Regions from separate parts of the Mus musculus genome. Here region 1 is linked to region 2. A link is a contact called in public ChIA-PET data. All regions are on one chromosome and are shown on one strand. The core of a region is the stretch at or near the end of the contact, and the rest is flanking DNA. Distances in the headings are between cores, read along the strand shown. Region 1 has its middle 25 kb from the start of Nemp2. Region 2 has its middle 69 kb from the start of Gm31955.

Region 1 (2,700 bases), core at 77-2,576, 280 kb before region 2:
TTTTAAGTGACCTTTAAAATCAGATGTATTTATTATGCTCGTGCAATTACAGAAATGAAGTGGGAGACAGGCTGAGCCCCACCTATGAATGTACAGTATGTGGATTGTGAAAGTGACTGTAGGGAATCAGAGCGTTGTATCTTGTGTTTACAATTCTGGTTGATTTCTTTGAAAAGCTGCTGGTTTGGGAAATGCACAGTGGGTGTATTGAAATAAAAGGTAAATACCATTTTTAAATATTTCGTAAATGAAAAACACGTGACCAAACAAGAGAACATCCTCTGCTCTGTAATGAATGACACCAAATTCAATATGCCTTCGTTACAAAATGTTTACTGTGAGCGTCGATCCAACAGTGCAGTAATTTCTAGCCTTTTGAGCTGACACCTTCACGAGTTTGTGGACTTTGTGACTTTTTCTTCCTGTTCTTACAGTGCCATATGTCACTTGAAAAATATTAAAGTGAATTCCAATTAAACTTGATTTGAGAATTTTATAACCTCTCTTGAGATCCTTAGAAATACTCAGGGATGTCAAAGCTGAGGCTAGGAATCACTACCATAGTGATTTGTCCTGCTCCTCTCTGCCTGCAGGAAGTTATGCTACCCTAGAGTTCTGTGTGAACCCAACTTGGCTCGATGCTATTAACTAGACTATTCTTTTTTTTTAATTAGGTATTTTCCTTGTTTACATTTTCAATGCTATCCCAAAGGTCCCCCATACCCACCCCCCCAACCCCTTACCCACCCACTCCCCCTTTTTGGCCCTGGCGTTCCCCTGTACTGGGGCATATAAAGTTTGCAAGTCCAATGGGCCTCTCTTTGCAGTGATGGCTGACTAGGCCATCTTTTGATACATATGCAGCTAAAGACAAGAGCTCCAGGGTACTGGTTAGTTCATATTGTTGTTCCACCTATAGGGTTGCAGTTCCCTTTAGCTCCTTGGGTACTTTCTCTAGCTCCTCCATTGGGAGCCCTGTGATCCATCCATTAGCTGACTGTGATCATCCACTTCTGTATTTGCTAGGCCCCGGCATAGTCTCACAAGAGAGAGCTATATCTGGGTCCTTTTAGCAAAATTTTGCTAGTGTGTGCAATGGTGTCAGCGTTTGGAAGCTGATTATGGGATGGATCCCTGCATATGGCAATCACTAGATGGTCCATCTTTTTTGTCACAGCTCCAAATTTTGTCTCTGTAACTAGACTATTCTTAAAGCAGAGTAATAGTACATGCCAAAGGCCAGCACAGCTCAAGAGCCAGAGTCATAGGACAGTGCTACTTTATCGTCCTAGTGAGCTTGCAGTGGCAGGAAGTTGCAGTGGCAGGAAGTTGCAGTGGCAGGAAGTTGCAGTGGCAGGAAGTTGCAGTGGCAGAAAGCAGGCAGGTGGCTAGCACTCCCGGGGATTTGCAGCTTGCTCATGGGACTCCTAAGCAATATGCCTCTCGGCATATCAGTTAAGTAGAGCAGCTGCAAAAGGGGAAGTTCATCCATGGTTAGGTCATTTGTTTTTCAAAAGCCCTACCTGGTATACATAACCTTCCCCATTGAAAATATGAGGATTCTTAAGCGAATAGGGCCTAAGTTATGGGATCATGGTCAGAGCCAGGACACAGACTCAACTCTTGCTAACACCAGAGCCCTGCCTACCACCTTCCCATCCTAGTGGGAGGGAAAGCGTCCACGGTGGTACAAGACATAAATAGCCAAGCCATGAGTTCTGTGTGCCTGAAACCTATGTGTGTTTGTTTCTATTCTTGATTTCTAGACATTCTCTAAAACCTTAAATCAGCATCCCAAGCAATAGCCTTACCAATAAAACGTCCTGACAAGATTGTAGGCTACTTTTGTTGTCCCAGTATGAGTGCTATGGGCTGCTTGTGACTCTTACAGTGGATATGTACCTACTGTGTCTCTGAGGATTTCTATCTTTTTTTGTTTGGTTGGTTGGCTTTATTGTTTGTAGAACATGATTTTAGTATTTTCAACTGTTAATATTCAACAAACAGAATCATTTTAAGATATATTTTGTTGTATTTCATTTCTGATTTTATTAATTTAGATACTGTCTTTGTGCCCTCTGGTTAGTCTGGCTAAGGGTTTATCTACCTTGTTGATTTTTCTCAAAAAAACAGCTTCTGATTTTGATTCTCTGTAGAGTTGGTTTTGTTTCTACTTGGTTGATTTCAGCCCTGAGTTTGATTATTTCCTGCCATCTACTCCTCTAGGGTGTATTTGCTTCTTTTTGTTCTAGAGCTTTCAGGTGTGCTGTCAAGCTCCTGTAAGCTCTCTCCAATTTCTTTTGGGAGAACTTAGAGCTATGAGTTTTCCTCTTACAACTGCTTTCCTTGTGTCCCATAAATTTTGGTATGATGTGTCTTCATTTTCATTAAATTCTAAAAAGCGTTTCATTTTTTTTCTTTTTTTCTTCCTTGACTGAGTTATCATTGTGTAGAGCATTGTTCAGCTTCCACGTGTATGTGTGCTTTCTGTTGTTTTTATTGATATTTAAGACCAGCCTTAGTCTGTGGTGATCTGATAGTGTGCATGGAATAATTTCAATCTTCTTGTATCTGTTGAGGCCTGTTTTGTGACTGATTATATGGTCAGTTTTGGAGAAGGTACCATGAGGTGCTGAGAAGAAGGTATATTCTTTTGCTTTAGGATGAAATGTTCTATAGATATTGTTAGATCCGTTTGGT
Region 2 (2,700 bases), core at 188-2,687:
GGTACTAAACATTCCTGTTTTTCATCGGGAAGGAAAGACTCTTATCAGAGCCACTCACATGCTATTTTCTGTTAAGACTCTGTGGTCAGCAGAAATTGAAGAATCAACTATGATTAAGAAGAGACCAGAATTTCTAAAGTGAAACCTTTACTTCGCTGGGACAATTGATGCTAGTTTGCTGGAGCTAAGAAATTAGCAGTGTTCTCTTCACTTTCTGTTGTTATGATAAGACATCTGAACAAAAGCAGTTTGGGAAAAGAAAGGGTTTATCTGGTTTACAATTCCAGGTCATAGCTCATCCTGAGAGAAGCTGAGCAGGAACTTGAAGGTGTTGAGTTCAGGGTAGAAGCTGAGAAAACTCACTTCAGAGACAGAAGCTTAAAATGAAGGCTTTATTTTCTGTTGTGCAGAAGGGTGGTCAGTTCCGGATCTGAACCTCAGAGATTGTACAACCTTTTTAAAGGACGGGGAACACAAAGTAAGGGAGAAGGAGGAAGGAGCTGTTGTGTTGACCAATCATATTTTGACAAGAGGTTAAACGAGGAGGTTAACATTGGTGACCTGGTTTCAGGGTCCTTGAGTCAGCTTTTGCAGCCAAGACCCCTCCTGGCTGGACCTGGAATCTAGAGTGATAAAGGAACAACAAGCAGCGTGTAGTCAATGGAACCAAGAGACCCAGAATCCAGAATGATAAAGGAACGAAGGAGTGAGCAAGCTAAACACAGTCAACTAAGTCGAGACAGGCAGCACATTTATAACTTGTGTGCCTTAGTTTAGACAACAGGAAACCAGCATCTTCTCTCTTAACACCCTTTAATGTTTAACAGACAAACATGAAACATCTGAAGAAGTAGGTTCTAAGTTGATTCCAAGGCCTGGGGACATGAACTCAGTCGTTGCTCTAGCAGCAAGGAGGAATTTGTTCCTGAGATGGCTGAACTCAGGCAGCCGTCTCCTGGTAAAGGCGTTTCAGCTTTGTATTCCCCACAGCACTATTTCTGTTCAAGAAGTACCACAGGAACTATGTAGATTACAGCAATGTAGCTTTCTTATACAGCTCAAGACAACCTGTAGCAGGTTCTGCCCAACACACCTATGCCTGGACCCTCCTACATCAAGCAAAATTAAAGCAATTCCCCAAAGACATGCCCATAGGCCAGTGTGATTTAAACAATTGCTCGATTGAGGCTCTAGGCTGTGTCAAATTAACAGTTAAAGCTAACCAGGACAAATGGGCTCAACAGCAAGACAAAGATGACAAAAGAACAAAAACAAAGAAATATAGAAACAACCAATATAACTATCAGAGACAAAAAGGACTTGTGGGGGGAAAAAAAGTCAGGCCTGGTGGCTTACACCTTTGAGGCTGGGGTGGGAAGAAGACCATAATAGTGAATTCCAGAGCAGCCTTGCTGCACAGTGTACCTCAATTGAGAAAATGTTCCACCCTCAGATTTCCTGTAAGCAAGCCTCTGGGGCAGTTTCTTGATAAGTGATTGATGTGGGTGTCTTCGGGTTTTTCTTGCTGCAAACAGACATCATAACAACAACTCTTATAAAAGAAAAGAGTTCATTGGGACTATCTTACAGTTCAGAGGTGTAGTCAGTTATCCTCATGACGGGACAGCACATCAGCAGACATGGTAGTGGAGAAGGAGCTGAGGGTTCTACATCTGGATCAGATGGCAGCAGGAAGAGACATTGCTATGCTGGTCCTGGCTTGAGATGCTGAGACCTCAAAGTCTCTCCCCCCGATGCCCCCCATGACACACTTTCTCCAGCAAAGCTACACCTACTCCAACAAGACCACCTCTCCTAATAGTGCCACTCCCTATGAGCCTGTGAGGGCCATTTTCTTTTAAACCTCTGTAGTGGGAGAGCCTTACAGTTGGATCTCATATCCCAAAGTGTGGTGTCACCCCTGGACAGATGAGAAGACACGCTGGGTAAACCTGGGGGAGGAAGCAAGGAAATGGGATCCCTCCAACATCCCTGCTTCAGTTCCTGCTGCCTGGTTTCTGTCCCAACTTCTCTCCAGGATGGACCATAAATTCTTACACTGAAATAATCTTCTCCTCCGCAAGTCACTCTTGGTCATGGTGTTGTTTTATTGTATGAATAAAAACAAACTAAAAGAGAAATTGGTACCAGGTTCATGGGATATTTCTGTGAAAGACCTGACCATGTTGTTTAGGGAGTATTGGGGAAGGACTTTTTGAAACTTGAGCTAGGAAAGCCATTGAGTGTTCAGATCTTAATGAATGGTTGTGGGTCCTTAGAAGCATTATCTTCTAAGTTCCCACGGACTCTTATCAGGGCCACTCACATGCCAGTTTCTGTTAAGACTCTGTGATTCTGGTCAGCAGATATGAAAGAATCAACTATGATTAAGAAGAGACCAGAATCCATAAAGTGAAACCTTTACTTCGCTGGGACAATTGATGCTGGGTAACTGGAGCTGACAAATTAGCAGAGTTTAAAAAGAGACTAATATCATTGAGGTGAAGCATTCTGAGAGAATTTCCACAGGGTCAGCACATAGAAGCTGTGGTCCAGAGGGAGCAAGGCTGCATCTCATGTGGGCAGCCAAACTAGGTAATTCATATATTCATAAAAGTCAAGGTTCCAGCAATGTACCTGTGCATCACATTGACAAGTAATCAATTGTGTGGCAGAGTTAGAGTCCCTATTTATGTTTTA

The links. ChIA-PET counts read pairs in DNA pulled down with a chosen protein or histone mark.
Region 1: a contact with region 2 is called in an RNA polymerase II ChIA-PET map of memory CD8 T cells, with 35 read pairs. The contact joins two enhancer-like sites. A contact is called at or near these places in 1 of 484 Hi-C or Micro-C datasets (Th1 cells), 2 of 115 datasets of contacts at active chromatin or transcription factors (effector CD8 T cells and memory CD8 T cells) and 2 of 9 other capture datasets (adipose tissue and liver).

Annotation. Positions count from the first base shown.
Region 1 is chr1:52,654,082-52,656,781 of GRCm38.p6, reverse strand. It overlaps a transcript of Mfsd6 not described here. Among named protein-coding and RNA genes, the nearest start is that of Nemp2, 25 kb to the right of the region's middle. Within about 2 kb of position 1,326, at least 81 of the 459 cell types and tissues checked have an H3K27ac peak or open chromatin away from gene starts, as enhancers often do. A contact at or near this core is called in memory CD8 T cells, where this site is marked.
Region 2 is chr1:52,373,643-52,376,342 of GRCm38.p6, reverse strand. No RefSeq gene overlaps it. Among named protein-coding and RNA genes, the nearest start is that of Gm31955, 69 kb to the right of the region's middle. Within about 2 kb of position 1,437, at least 21 of the 459 cell types and tissues checked have an H3K27ac peak or open chromatin away from gene starts, as enhancers often do. A contact at or near this core is called in memory CD8 T cells, where this site is marked.